Linked DNA regions of Oryza sativa: region 2 is linked to region 1. A link is a contact called in public HiCAR-type data. All regions are on one chromosome and are shown on one strand. The core of a region is the stretch at or near the end of the contact, and the rest is flanking DNA. Distances in the headings are between cores, read along the strand shown. Region 1 overlaps LOC4348156 (a long non-coding RNA gene). Region 2 has its middle 4.5 kb from the start of LOC4348163.

What was found. HiCAR-type assays count read pairs that join an accessible place to other places.
Region 2: a contact with region 1 is called in a HiCAR-type map of leaf, with 6 times the contacts expected there. The contact joins two enhancer-like sites. A contact is called at or near these places in 10 of 15 Hi-C or Micro-C datasets (leaf, leaf mesophyll, seedling and 1 more) and 1 of 4 datasets of contacts at active chromatin or transcription factors (leaf).

The regions. Positions count from the first base shown.
Region 1 is chr10:3,918,942-3,925,470 of ASM3414082v1, forward strand. It overlaps LOC4348156 (a long non-coding RNA gene), which reads right to left. Exons shown (of 4, transcript XR_001540393.3): 4 at 5,829-6,529. It overlaps LOC9272652 (a long non-coding RNA gene), which reads right to left and starts at 853. Exons shown (of 2, transcript XR_001540417.3): 1 at 467-853; 2 at 1-132. Within about 2 kb of position 4,935, at least 4 of the 15 cell types and tissues checked have open chromatin away from gene starts, as enhancers often do.
Region 2 is chr10:3,995,016-4,001,803 of ASM3414082v1, forward strand. It overlaps LOC4348162. Among protein-coding and RNA genes, the nearest start is that of LOC4348163, 4.5 kb to the right of the region's middle. Within about 2 kb of position 4,741, at least 7 of the 15 cell types and tissues checked have open chromatin away from gene starts, as enhancers often do.

The sequences.
Region 1 (6,529 bases), core at 3,685-6,184:
CTAGTAATATATTTTTCCGGTCGTCGCATCTTTTCACCCGCGTGATTTTTCGTCACATCTTTTTCACCCACGTGATTTTTCGTCCGTCACTTCTTCGTCCGTCATTCATCACCGCGTCGTTCATCACCGCGCCTGCAATGCCGGTGTCCGATTCAGAAATTTCGAAGAATCGGACTCTAATTCACCCAAACAAAATCAGTAGACGGATTCATGGGAGAAACCAGGAATCAAATTCTAATCCACCCTAATAAAATCAGCATAGGGATCCATGAGGAACTCCAATCCACCCAATAAAATTTGTCCGTCACAACACCCCCAAATCCCATCCCAATCGGAATTCAATCAACCCCCGAAAAAATCCCAATTGGAATTCAATCGCACAAATAAAATTGGAATAGCGGTGCATCCACGAATCATGTGCAGCAAGCAAGCCCACCAAGCCCACCAGTTGCAGATCGATGCTAACCACTTCTAGATCGAAGAAGTGGCGTGGGGAAGGAGGTCTTCTATCTGCCCGCCAACGTCACGCCCTTCCTTCCCGAGCGCCGCCGAGCCGCCCGACGCCGCCCCCATCCTCCTTCTGGCTCCTGGACGCCACGCGTGCGTCGAGCTCGCACCACGCCATCGCCGAAGCCGAACCAAGCTGCGCCGCCGGCCCAAAGCCACCGCGGTCCTATCGTTGCCGCGCCCGCCGAGCACAGCCGCTCTCGTCGCATCCCCAACCGTGCCGGAGCTCCCTCCCTCTACCCTGGCGCACCCCGGTGCCCTGCCCTCCGGCGCCCTCCTGCCTACGCCATTTGGATCGCTGCCGGCGCTCTCCTGCCTGCAAGCAGCCGAGAGAGAAGAAAAAAGCGAGAGAAGGAAGGGAAAGTGTGAGAGAGAAGATAAGAAGAGGAAAAGGAAAGAGAGAAAAACGGTGGGACTGGGACCTACCAGGGGACCCACTGCTCTAACCCCATCTCCGTGGGACCCACCATTCTACCGCTCAGCTCGAAAAATAATTTCCAAAGTCCACATAGCCTCCCTCTTCCTTCATTTGGCCAAGCCCAGTAGATCAATCAATCTCTACAAAAGTTTATAATATGTCTCACGTCCAAGCTCTAGGCCAAAGCCCATCAGCAGCCCCTCCCCTCCACCAAAGTCCAAATTGAATCCTTCTACATCCAAATTAACTAAATCGACCGTACAAATCAAATTAACTAAAACTTGTATAGGAGATTAGATCAAGTAGCAACTCGTGGCATGCTATTTTATCAATATATATTGCCCATGATCAACGTCTTGTTGTAGGAACCAGAGCACTTGTTAGGTTGGCGCGTCATACCCATGGGCATCGGCTTCTGGCAGTAATATTGTGCACCACTTTAATTCAGCCACGGCACATGCCTCACACAACCATGTTCCCATTTCGTTGATCAACTCAATGATCTCCTTACACTCTCAGCGCGCACACACACCACGCCGACCACCATCTTGGAGTCACCTCTCCAAACGCATCATCACGGCATTGCACACACCTCATCTCCAGCTTTGTGGTCATGTCCGAGCACCGTAAATTAATTATTGTTGTGCTGATCAGCTCCGTATGTGTGGCTCGTGGCCGTAGTACACACTGATATGGTTATGATCCCGGTCGAGTTCTTATAACATCAAACTTCAAGCCTCATTCACCAAAGTCTTCGTCCGTTGCAGCCAGACGCGGCTGCTACCTACCATGCTACGGTCATCGTTCGGCCGTCAATTGGTCTAAGGGTGCTTGCTGATTTGCTAGTCGATCGTGCTACTGAGCCACCCCATAGATCTACCTATATCTTCAGAGTCCATGTTGACTCGCGTCGTGTAAAGGTGGAAATCAAACCGGCTTTGTCTTTTTTTATCTCCCTTTCTTCAGAATAATAATTTATTATGAGCTACTATATTTCTCTCTATCATTTGATACTTTTTCTAGCGAGCAAAAGTACAGAAGCAGTGCGAAAATAACTTCGGTTAAGAACAAATATTTTTAGTTTTAATACACCGTGCGAAGCACGGGCATTTTGATAGTAAGAATTAAAAGATTAGTATTTTTACTTCCGTCACCCTTTGATTTTCGTCCGTAGCAGCATCATCTGCACGATGCGACTGCCAAGGACTCCGCTTCCTTAGTTGCTTTCCCTCCTATCGCGCGTGCGCACGCTTGACGCGCCTCTGTGCGACTGGATTTGAATACGAGTGCAAATACAATATGGAACAAACAACACGCGCTTCCTAAGCAGGCCGGGTTGCTGACACTAAGTTTTTGATTGTTGGGGTTAGGGGAAGGGTGCTGCCGGCGAGGATTTGATCCGATGGGCTTAAAGGAGAGTTGACATCGGCCGATGGGGAGGAGGTGTGGGCATAAGACGGTGATGGGGACGCCGCTCGGCGCGGTGCTGTGTAAGATAGCCGGTGTGGTGGTGCTGGTGCATGGATTGAGCGATGTCCTGCCAATCGAGGACAGGAGTTGCCACTTGTCAGGCGAGAGATGGGGGAGCTTGCCCTAGCAGGAGAACGAAAATAGAGAGAGAGAAAAAAGAGGCGAGAGGAAGAAGACGATGTGGAAGTCGTTTGATCAACATCCAACGGCTGAGATCGTCGACCGATAATAATGAAAAGAGAAAAGAATCCTCCGCAGCGTCGCAGCTGAAGACCGGATTCGCTGCGTCGGGCTCATTCGGTGCCGTGACCCGTGATAGTCGACGTGTTGTGCTGGTATGGATACACACTCACAAATTGTCACAATTTCGGACTCGACATGCCGGCCTATATATATACCCTAACATGCACGTACGTCATCCATTAACGATCGAAGCGCATCCTTTTAGCAGGCACAACTACAATTGGGGAAACCCTCCAGGCTCTAGCTAGTCATGCCGCCGCTGCGACGAGCCCGCGCACGTCGCGACGCCACGCCGTACACCGGCGGGTGGCTGTCGCGCCGGCGTTGCCACCAGAGAGGCCGAAACGACGGCGCGCTTCTGACCACTCTGCCAGACCGCGTGTTCTCCGACGCCACCGACGTCGCGCGCTTCGCGTCGACGTGTCCCCGCTAGCTGGGGCAGGTTCGTGGCCACGCACGTACGCCGCTACAATCTCCCGCGCACTGCCGCGGCCAGCTCGGTTCCCCACTCGGTTCCTCCCAAGCCTCGCCCTTGGCTGCTTCCACCAGGAGAACGACGTCGGCCGCTGCGCGTGGGGGCGGAAGTGGCTCGCGGCTTCGAGCTCGCGGCAGCCGCGCTTCTTTCCGGCGGCATCCGCCTCGCGGTTCCTAGGCCCGTTCTAGCTCCCGGACGGCGAGGCCTTGCTGCTCGACTACGCCCAGCCAGTGGCGTCCCGCAAGGCCGCAACGGCCGCGTCATTGGAGCTCCGGCGCGACGCGCGCCCGCGCCAGCAACGGCCTCACGCTCGTCGTCTCCAACCCCATGACCGGCGGCGACTGTCCAGGCTACTACAGTACTACGCGTGTGCGCAATACTCACCGGTGACGACCTCGACACGCCGCCATCGCGCTCCTTCTTCCGCCTGCTCATCATCTACAACCGCCCCGGCTTCACGGCTATGCGGTGCTACTCGTCTGACGACAGTAGCTGGGGCCCGGAACGAAGGAAACCATACTGCGCCCGGCTAGGCCATGCCTTGGCGGCGGCGTGGCCTACTGGCCCTTCCACTGGGAGGCGTTCGTCGGCGCGCGCTATCGGACTCAGCCATGGACGTGTGTTCGGTGCCTTACACGTATGGGGCAATGTTCAAAATAGCCGGCTAAGGCTTTTAGCGGCTAGTATCTAGGGAGGCTAAGAAAGGCTATAGCGGGCTATAGCCCAGCTAACCCTATTTAGCGGTTTTGTAATTGCCAGACAGAAATCAGTCAACAATTATGCATATGAACATGGAATCAAGAAAAAATCACGGACTGAAACAAATTAAGTGTTCTTTCATGCCTTCATTACAGTCTAGACAACACAGATTGCTGGCTTGATCTTCTACCTCCCCTTTGGGCCACTGGCGAAGGCCCAAGGCCTGCTCTGATTTTGGCCCAGGAGCTAAACTACAAAGTGAGTGGCGCTAAATGATCTGCAGTTTAGCGGATTTAGCCGGTTAATTGCCGCTATGAGCGGAAAAAATCGTTTAGCGCAAAAGGCTAACTATCCTAGCTCCAACCCTGCCCAAACGCTATAGCCCGCTATAGCGGTGGCTATAGCCGGCTATTTTGAACATTGGTATGGGGGATACTGGCCGGTTCTCCGCATACTTGGGGGTGTTGGCGGACAGGACGGAGTTGCGCTACATCAACGTGGGGACTTCTCGCCGAGTGTCCCAGCTTGTATTCTGCTCGTTGAAGACACAATTAGACGACACTGATGCATGGAGAGTACAGACACGACGTACGTGCACTGTGTACGTCCGAGTACCAGACCTCAGGCCGGCGAGGACGACCCCGATCGAGCTCCGGTGGTTCGGTGAGAAGAGCGGTACGGTGGTGTACACCGTTGGGGAGGCCAATGGCGGTCTTCGCGGTGAACATGGCGGATGGGACAGTCCAGAAGCTAGCAGACGGTGGCGGCTACAACACATGCAGGAATATTTAAGGTTACTAGAAAAAATACCCGTGCGTTGCAACGGGTACAACAGTACACGAGTTACAATTCCGAATAGGACTCCAGCACCAAGCTGGAGACGGACTCCGTCTCGGACTCGCCTTGCACTCGCACTCGCAGGGTAGCCGGGTAGGGCCGCAGGGGTGAGGTTTTATTATATTTATTTATTTGTAAGAACTCATGCATTTAAGAACTCACGAGGTGGATCCTGTTTGAGAGAGTTTGGTTTGTTATTTTAGGATGGATGGCGCCGAACGCGTCACAACAGCCTCCGCATCCGCCTCTGGCTCCTCCCTCGCCTATAAATTGAGCAAGCGCGCCAGCTAACTCCCCACACCACACTCGTTCTCCACCATGCATAGCCGAAGCTCAAACCCCTCTGGGTAGCCGGGAACGGCCGCACCACCACCACGGTCTGCGCCGAACAGAGCACCGCCCCCCAACCCACGCCAATCAAATCTCCACCACGGTGATTTCCCTTCCATCTCCTTGCGCCAGAATGACCCTAGGAGACCCTTCAACCCATTTCATCAACTAATTATAGGGCCCCCTCTCTAGAGCGCCGTCATGTCACCACCGTCACCGACCTCTGCCGCCATGGGAGCTCGTCGTCACGCCGCCTCAGACCGCCTCAACTCTAACCGAGCACTGCACAGGGTAAGTCTCCTAGTAGTCCTTCCTTAGGCCATCCCCTATCCCTTAATCGAATCTCCATAGACCGTGGCACACCGCCCGCCCGTCATCTAGAACCGCTGGCACCACCGGCCATGGCGCTCGCCGACTCCAGCCTTCCCCGGCCTTAGGCCGAGCCATCCCCTCCACCGCTCATCGCCGGCGAGCCATTCCCGAGCCGTTGTGCCTCTCTGCCTATCGAGCTGCCTGTAGGTTGAAGAAGAAGGACCTAGTCCTGTTATTAGGGTAAAAGGGGTTCTTTCTGCAAAGCGCCAGACACTGACAGTTAGGCCTAGGACTTATATGTAATTTATGAAAACTTTAGTGCTTGGCTGAAAGTTTAGAGGAGTGCCCCTCACTGAGAGATGGACCCCACAGTTTTAAAATGAATACAACCGTGTGAAATGATGTTAAATAATCATTGAGTGTAAATCGGCTGTAACAAAAAATCTTAATATAGAACTAATAATAATTACGTCACATATTTATAATTTTCACATCTTTATAGTATTCACATGCTAGTACCACATATAACAAAATTAATGAATGGAACAGCACATTATTGGCCACATATTGATACTACTTTGGAAAGTTTGTCTATAGTTTCATCTGATTCTCATTCCTAATGCTTATAGACAATTGCTAATCATATGTGTAAAAATTAAAAGAAATGGTAACTAATCCTTTTGGAAAGGAATGGATCTGCATTTGCATGCAGAGAAGCAATGGTTAAAGTTGTTTACAAAATTCTACACAATGGTTCTCATTACATAGCAAAAGAAATACTCCCTCCTTCCCAAATTGATCATCATATATGTTTATGCACCAAGACCAATGATAATTTAAATCACATCAATCAAGATACCATGCACACATTCTCCCACAATACATGCATCGATTAACACCATGCCAATTACACCTTAGCATGCACACATTCTTCCATGTTGTATTAATGGTATTCTGATGAAATCCGTGTCCATGCGGTTATATGATGATCAATTTGAGAAATCTTGAATTTCATAGTGTGATGATCAATTTGGGAAGGAGGGAGTAACGGAATGGTTACCATGGAAGACAGGGTTGTTGTGGAAGAAGTTAGTGCTTGACACTTGCCTCAACACAGTCATTTCCTTACAGTGCTAGCTCTGCATTGCCAGGAACTAACACATACAACAACCCAACAAGTCAGAGGCTTCATATATTTGTATCCTTTTCTCTTCATGCCAATATACATATCTCAAAAG
Region 2 (6,788 bases), core at 3,491-5,990, 76 kb after region 1:
CTTCAGCGGCGAGATCCAACAGAAACACCTCTGCTGCCTGGCCCTGGCTGCGCCACAAGCCCACAACCAGGAGCTCCAACCGGCGGAGAAGACGCCGACAACATCGAGGTCGCTGCTTCTTGCTTCGCCGCATCCTCTCTCGATCTCTCTCTCACCGACAGCTTCTCTTGCTTTCCTCCCATTCATGCAGGAGAAATTGGAAGATGAGGATTTATGTTTTTGAACTGTAGCTTGGGCTCGTTTGTGGCTGAAGGGAGGACACGCCTTGGGCTGGCTTGTGCACAAATCTTGAAGAAAAATCCCATGGCCACAAATCCAGCTGACAAAAGCGCAAAAAAAAAAAAAACAGCAGGCAGCTGTCTAACAAATCCCTAATTTTGTAATCTGCTCCCGGTAATAAACCCTTTACTAAACTAGCGGTGAAGATGCAGCTCTAGATCCAATCCGTCCATCTGGGCTTTCCCCTTCTTCCTACCATGATCACAGCCGTCCATCCCCCTCGCCCTCGTGCCTTCGCGACCCTGCTCTCCTCGGTGACCGTGTAGGCTTGCCGCCGGCACCATCAGTGACTCGACCAGAGGCTTCTCGTTCCCGCGCTTGCCACCGGAGCCCAGCCGGAGCGTCACATCAACCGTGGCACTCGCCGGCTCACCCGTCGTCGGCGAGGACGATGGCGACGGCGACAACAAGCTGCTCTTTGGAAAGAGGGATCCCGGCGGCCACCTGTGACCAATCTGCGACGGCGGCAGCGGCAAGAAGCTGAGTCGCACAGGTGTAAGACGCCAGAAGAGCACCGCAAGTTGCACGGTTAGAGCAACCACCGGAAGCGGTGGCGGTGGCGACAACGACGACTGCGGCGGCGGTGGCAGCAGCTGCCTCGCGGACGTGATCCTCGTGGCGGCGGCAGTGATCCTCGTGGCCGGCCATGGCTTGCTGCGACGGGAACCTCTTGCCGCACACCCTGCACGCGAACGACGACGACCTTCCCTTGGGCGGATCGCGAGCACCACCACCAGCTGGCTTCGTCGCCGTCTTCTCCTTCTTCCCCGCCACCGGCGACGTCGAGCTCGCGCTGGAGGAGCGCGGCCTCATCGGAGACATGGCTGCCGGCCGCGATGGATCGATGAAAATGGGTAGTCGTAGTGTAGTAGAGTACAGGAGGGGATTTCGAGGCGATCATCGTGATCTACGTGTCATACGATGTGGTGGTGCTAGCTGCTTGTCATGCATGCCACGCGAGAATTGGCGGTCGGATCCGCTGGTCCTTGCGTACGTGCGTGTACGCGTGTGCAGTCAGGGAGGCCATCTGCAACGTACGTTGGCACGCATCGGTGCATGCATCTGAGCATATATATACGTGTACGGAGAGCCAGAGGCTGCAAGCGTATCTACGGTTATCAACAGGCGTCACCAGTCAGCGCCTAGCGGCAAGCATGCATCTCATGTTTAGTGGTGGCATGAGACAGCTAAGCTAGTGTGGCATGCATGCTTGTGGGCTAGGCCGAGCTCGACGCTGCCCGCAAACACCAGTGATTCTGTTGGGCTTTCACTTGGCAGTCAGCATACTTGTTTGGGGGAATAAGTTCACTTTGAGTCCCTCAAATATAGGTTCAATTTGATACGCATCCCTCAACAGTAGTACCAGATATATTGATCCTTCAACTATTAAAATCGGTGTAATTTAACTTCCTCCTCGATTTCGAGAGTGGTTTTCATGAACGAGGCATGTTGACTTGTCTACCGGTGTTGGTGTGGTAGCCCCATCACAAAATATCAGTGGGTTCCACATATAAGTGACTAGTGAAAAATTTAAAAACTGGCGGGGCCCACTTGTTAGGTCCCTTCTCCCCTCCTAATCTTTTCTTGGAGAAGTGGGACGGGCGGCAGCTAGCAGCGGTAGGGCGACGGTGGCAAACATTGTCATATGCCTCCTCCGCATGCACCGTGGCTATCGTGACACATCTGATACGTGCTTGATTCGACACAGTGTGGTGGGCCCATCGTCGCACATGGGGACGCTGCAGAGGTGGCGGAACAGCGATGACGTGTCGTGATGTCTCCTGGTTGGTGTATCTATCAGCCACGACGAGGACAGCCTGTTCGGCAACTATGGCATAACGACAGGAAAATATAAGTGGAAGGAGGAGGAGATGATGAAGATGTTGCGGCCAATCGCCCACCTTGTTGGATTTGCTCCCTTGCCCACGACAAAATCTACGACGGCCTCAAGCCAGTTGACGACCTAAGTCGGCAAGAGCATGATTTGTCCTACCTCCTCGCCGTCACCACTGGCCTACTGAAGGGACCCCCACAACGCCACGGTGAAATACGAGCTTGAGGAAGTTGGGCGGCTTTAGGGTTTTCTTCTCGACAGTATGATTATGGCTGTTAGGGTCTGCTCACCAGGGTGTTGCCAAGTGGTGGTCACCATGGAACCTGCCCCCTTCTTCCTTATCCTACTCCACGCCTTGCGCGCTCGCGCCCGCTCTCCTTCTACGTGTCATCACCATCGTCGTTCGTTTGTGTCCACCGACCACGTCATCTGCCATCATGACGAACCGCTCCCTCTCCCACAGCTGCAGCGATGCTAGGACGAGGCCACCGGTGCTAGACATGAGCTGCACTGAGTGTGGAGGATTTGGGAAAAATATAGAGGGGAGGATTTGGGAAAAAAGATATTAAGTGGAGAAAGAGCCTGACAAGTAGGCCCTATAATTTTTATTTTATTTTGTCCCCAGTCACTTACACATGGGCCTCACTTCTATTTTGTGATTGGGATGCCATGTCAACACAAGCGGACCAAGTCTAGTTTGCATCCCTCAACCAGAGACGGAGGCTCCTTGACTTATGTCGTGATGCTCCTTTCTCCTCTCCTCCCCCAAACTGTTATGTTGTAGGAGTTTGTCGGCGCCTCAGCTTCTATTTCCAGCTTTACTCTATTTGGGCAACACCTACATGGCTCGAGCATAACCTATTATCGGCTCCGCGTCATCACATTGAAGCTCTTACACCATTGAGCCTCGCCCCGAATCTTGCTATAGACGCTGACCAAACGCACACCACTCCCTGCTCCTCTCTACTCACCGTTGTAAGTCTCGGTGCCACAGCATTGGCTTCGAGGAGCCACACACCAACAGGTCCTCCTCACCTCCAAGATAGTGGAACTTGCATTCTCTCGTTCGATCCACGGTCTCCTCCTAATACTGTGCTGAAAGAAGTTAAGAAAAAAAAATTTATATATGGCTAGAAATGAAAACAATAAAAAACGATATTATTTTCTTACGAAAACTATATTGGTACGGGAGGAATTTCCCTACAGTTCTCATCACGAATCTAAACACCGTTTTAGATAAGGATGAAAACGGCTCGAAAACAAATAGAAATCACATCTACCACAGTATGGATTGTCTCTCGCAGGAAGTTAAAAACAGTCCCACCACCAACTCTATGTTGGCAAAAGAATGCGACCAGCACAGGATGAGTTAACGAGCTTAGGTGGTGTACTACTACTAACTCTTCTCTAATCTTATCCGTATCTGTATATTTGCAAGTGGTGGAGAGACAAAATTAAACGGTACAGGTCCCTGTATAACCCCCTCCGATGCTAACAATAAATTAGGTAGGTGTCGAACTGTCGACCGATATATGGATCCGATCACGTGTCACGCGATGCACGATTGTACCAACACACAGACACAGTTACGGGTAGTACACAAGTTAGTTAGCTAGATGTGAGAGCTGAGATCTGCATATTGCCTTGGTGAGCCAGCGACCGTACCCTGGAAAGCTGAGGCCAACACATGCATCTGCAAAAGCTTTGTGCAGCATATGCAGCTGTGTGTGGGCGCGTCGCGTATATGCGATGCGAGGCGTGCAAGACGCTTCGGGCCAATCAAGGGCAAATCTTTAGTTATGCTCTGAGCTGGGGTTCGTTTCTACCGTTGATGAAATAGTATGAGGTTAGGTGGTAGAAAACAAAATAAAAATCATTAAGATATGATTAATTAAGTTTTAATTGTTATAAATTTAAAAGTGGTTTATCAGATATTTTAAAGCAACTTGTATATTAGAAAGTTTTCGCACGAAATATACTGTTTAGCAGTTTAAAAAGCGTGCTAACGGAAACTAAGATAAAATCCATATCTTAATGAAAAAGAGACAACCTTATCAAATTTAGACAATACCAAATTTTTTTATAAGTTTTGACGTTACCTAAATTTTGATAGTGTTGTATGTGTTTAGTCTGTGCCTTTTCAAAATCTACCTCCGTTTTAGGTTATAAAATGTTTTAACCAAACTGCTTCAAGTTTGACTAAGTTTATAAACAAATATAGTAATATTTACATTAACAAATTAGTTTTATTAAATTAATAATTAAATATATTTTTAGTAAATTTATCTTGGATAAAAATATTACTATTTTTTTCTATAAACTTTATCATACTTAAAACAATTTGATTTTGACCAAACTTAAAACATCTTATAACCTGAAACGGAGGGAGTAGTGGCTTTGTGAGAGAAAAGTTTGGGAACTACTATCAATTTTTTGATATGGACATCTGTTTAATTTATTAGCTTATTAAAACTTAGTAACATAAAATTTTCGTTTGGTTGAATGAAACAATAATAAAGTGAACAAGTCCTGCGTATCTGAATGCCGGTGACCCCTCTTCGTGGTAGCAGTCATGATTACGCCCCTGGCTGGCCACCATATGGGCCATGGCCGGTGCAAGCAGGGTGGACAGCACAGCAGCAACAAGCTTGAGAGAAAAAGCTTCAGGATGCACGTTGCAATGTATGGTAGATGGTGACTGCTTGGTGATTGGCAATTTCCTTGGTATTTTTAGATCCTAACCAACCAATAATATTTATAAAAGTAAGATATTTTAAATAAAAATAATTATATATTATGATATTTTGTTTAATGATAAATCTAGTAACATCAATTTTACATGATTGATCTTTTTTATTTCTTTGCAATTAATAGTTAAAGTTAAAAATATTTGACTTGTCACTATGCTACAAATGTTTATATTTTAGGACGGAGTTAGCTCCGTGGGGAATTCCGATTAGTTATTTTGAGAAATAATCTCTCTGTCCCAAAATAAGCGCGACCATAAGTTTCCGTATCCATTTTTTATAATTAGTTTTTTTATTGTTATTATATTATAAAACATGAATAGTATTTTATGCGTGACTTATATTTTTTTAGTTTTTTAAAAAATGAATTTAAATAAGACGGATGATTACAGTTGGATACAGAAACTTATGGCTGCGCTTATTTTGGGATTGAGGGAGTAATACTACTACCGTACAGCTGTATTTTCCAATTACATGGGAAAACATAAATGCATGTACGCTTTCATTCGACCAGGGGATGTCCTGGCCGCTTCGTTTGTTAGAAACCATCCTAATATTTATGAAAATTAGCAAAAATATATATGTACTCTCCTCGGCCCATAATACACTAATCTATGATTAAATGTGTTATTATTTAGGACAACGGATCTAGACATGAGAGCATGTCCACCACCACTACTAGAGACTTTTAAAGAAGTATAAAACATCTTTCTTTTAAATTTTTTTTGATGACATATACTACATATACCACTTCACAAAATCCTAAATCGACAATTAACTCACACATATGGAGTGAAAAAAATAAATTCATCATATCCAAATTTATCTTTTCTTTTCTCAAACTTGTTTTTTTTAAAAAATAATAGATGCCACTTATATTCTATATTGTCAATTGTTTTAAATTTTTTGTAAATATTTATATTGAGTTTGGAGAAAAAAATACCCATGGAATATCTGCTCGAGGATTAGTAGAATCCATTCCCCATCATTCACACTATGTCAGTTTAGTTTGCAAGTTTAAGTTGTGTGTATAAGTTTAGATGACAAGAAGTGAATTAAATTGGCATAAGCGCAATGTGCACATATGCTGTACAGCTGCCTTAATTCGTTGGCTAGCTTAATTAGCTTGCTCCTCAGTAATATAATTAAAGTGAGTAACATCTAGCTGCACATTTTTGGTTTCTGCCGGTTGTTCGATTCTTCCTCGTCCATAATGATAACGACAATCCTAGTGCTTAATTAAACGATCCCCAAACTTTGTCAATTAATTAATGATGAAACCAAACAAATTTTAAGAAATCTAGTACTCCGTACTTACTAAAACTACTAGTAAAGCAACATTTCACAGTAATTACCTGCTGACGCGTGAGGGAAGAAGTGTCATAGTCGTTTGGCACCCTACATGGATGATTAAATTCCTCCCATGGCTGACGGCTGTATCACACTTACACACAACTGGAATATAACTATATTTACTTTTTTGGCAGTATCACACTTACACACAATTGGAATATAACTATATTTATATTTTTGGCATTTTCTAGCTGTCCTGACATCCCTTAATCTAACATAATGCTTTTCTGGTCACAGTGTATTGCATGGGTTTCTTGCATGAGTAGCCGATTTGTGATGGCAGCATGTGGTGGAATTTTTCGTGTTAACAGTTGTGGACCTACTGTGGACTTTGAGTGCATACTCACTACCTTTTTTTCCTTGTTATGATATAGTGGCCAAATCCGAGTAGAAAAGAATCTGGGTACTACTCCATAGCATGGTTGTTCAAACCTTCCAAGGAAATAGTTTACACTAGGAATAACTTTGTTAGTCATGATGAACCAGGATTTTCTTCGCTATATGTGTCTTGGTACCCATCATATACATGTGACTCAAATAGTTATAAAAATATAAAAAAAAGTAATACTAATTGT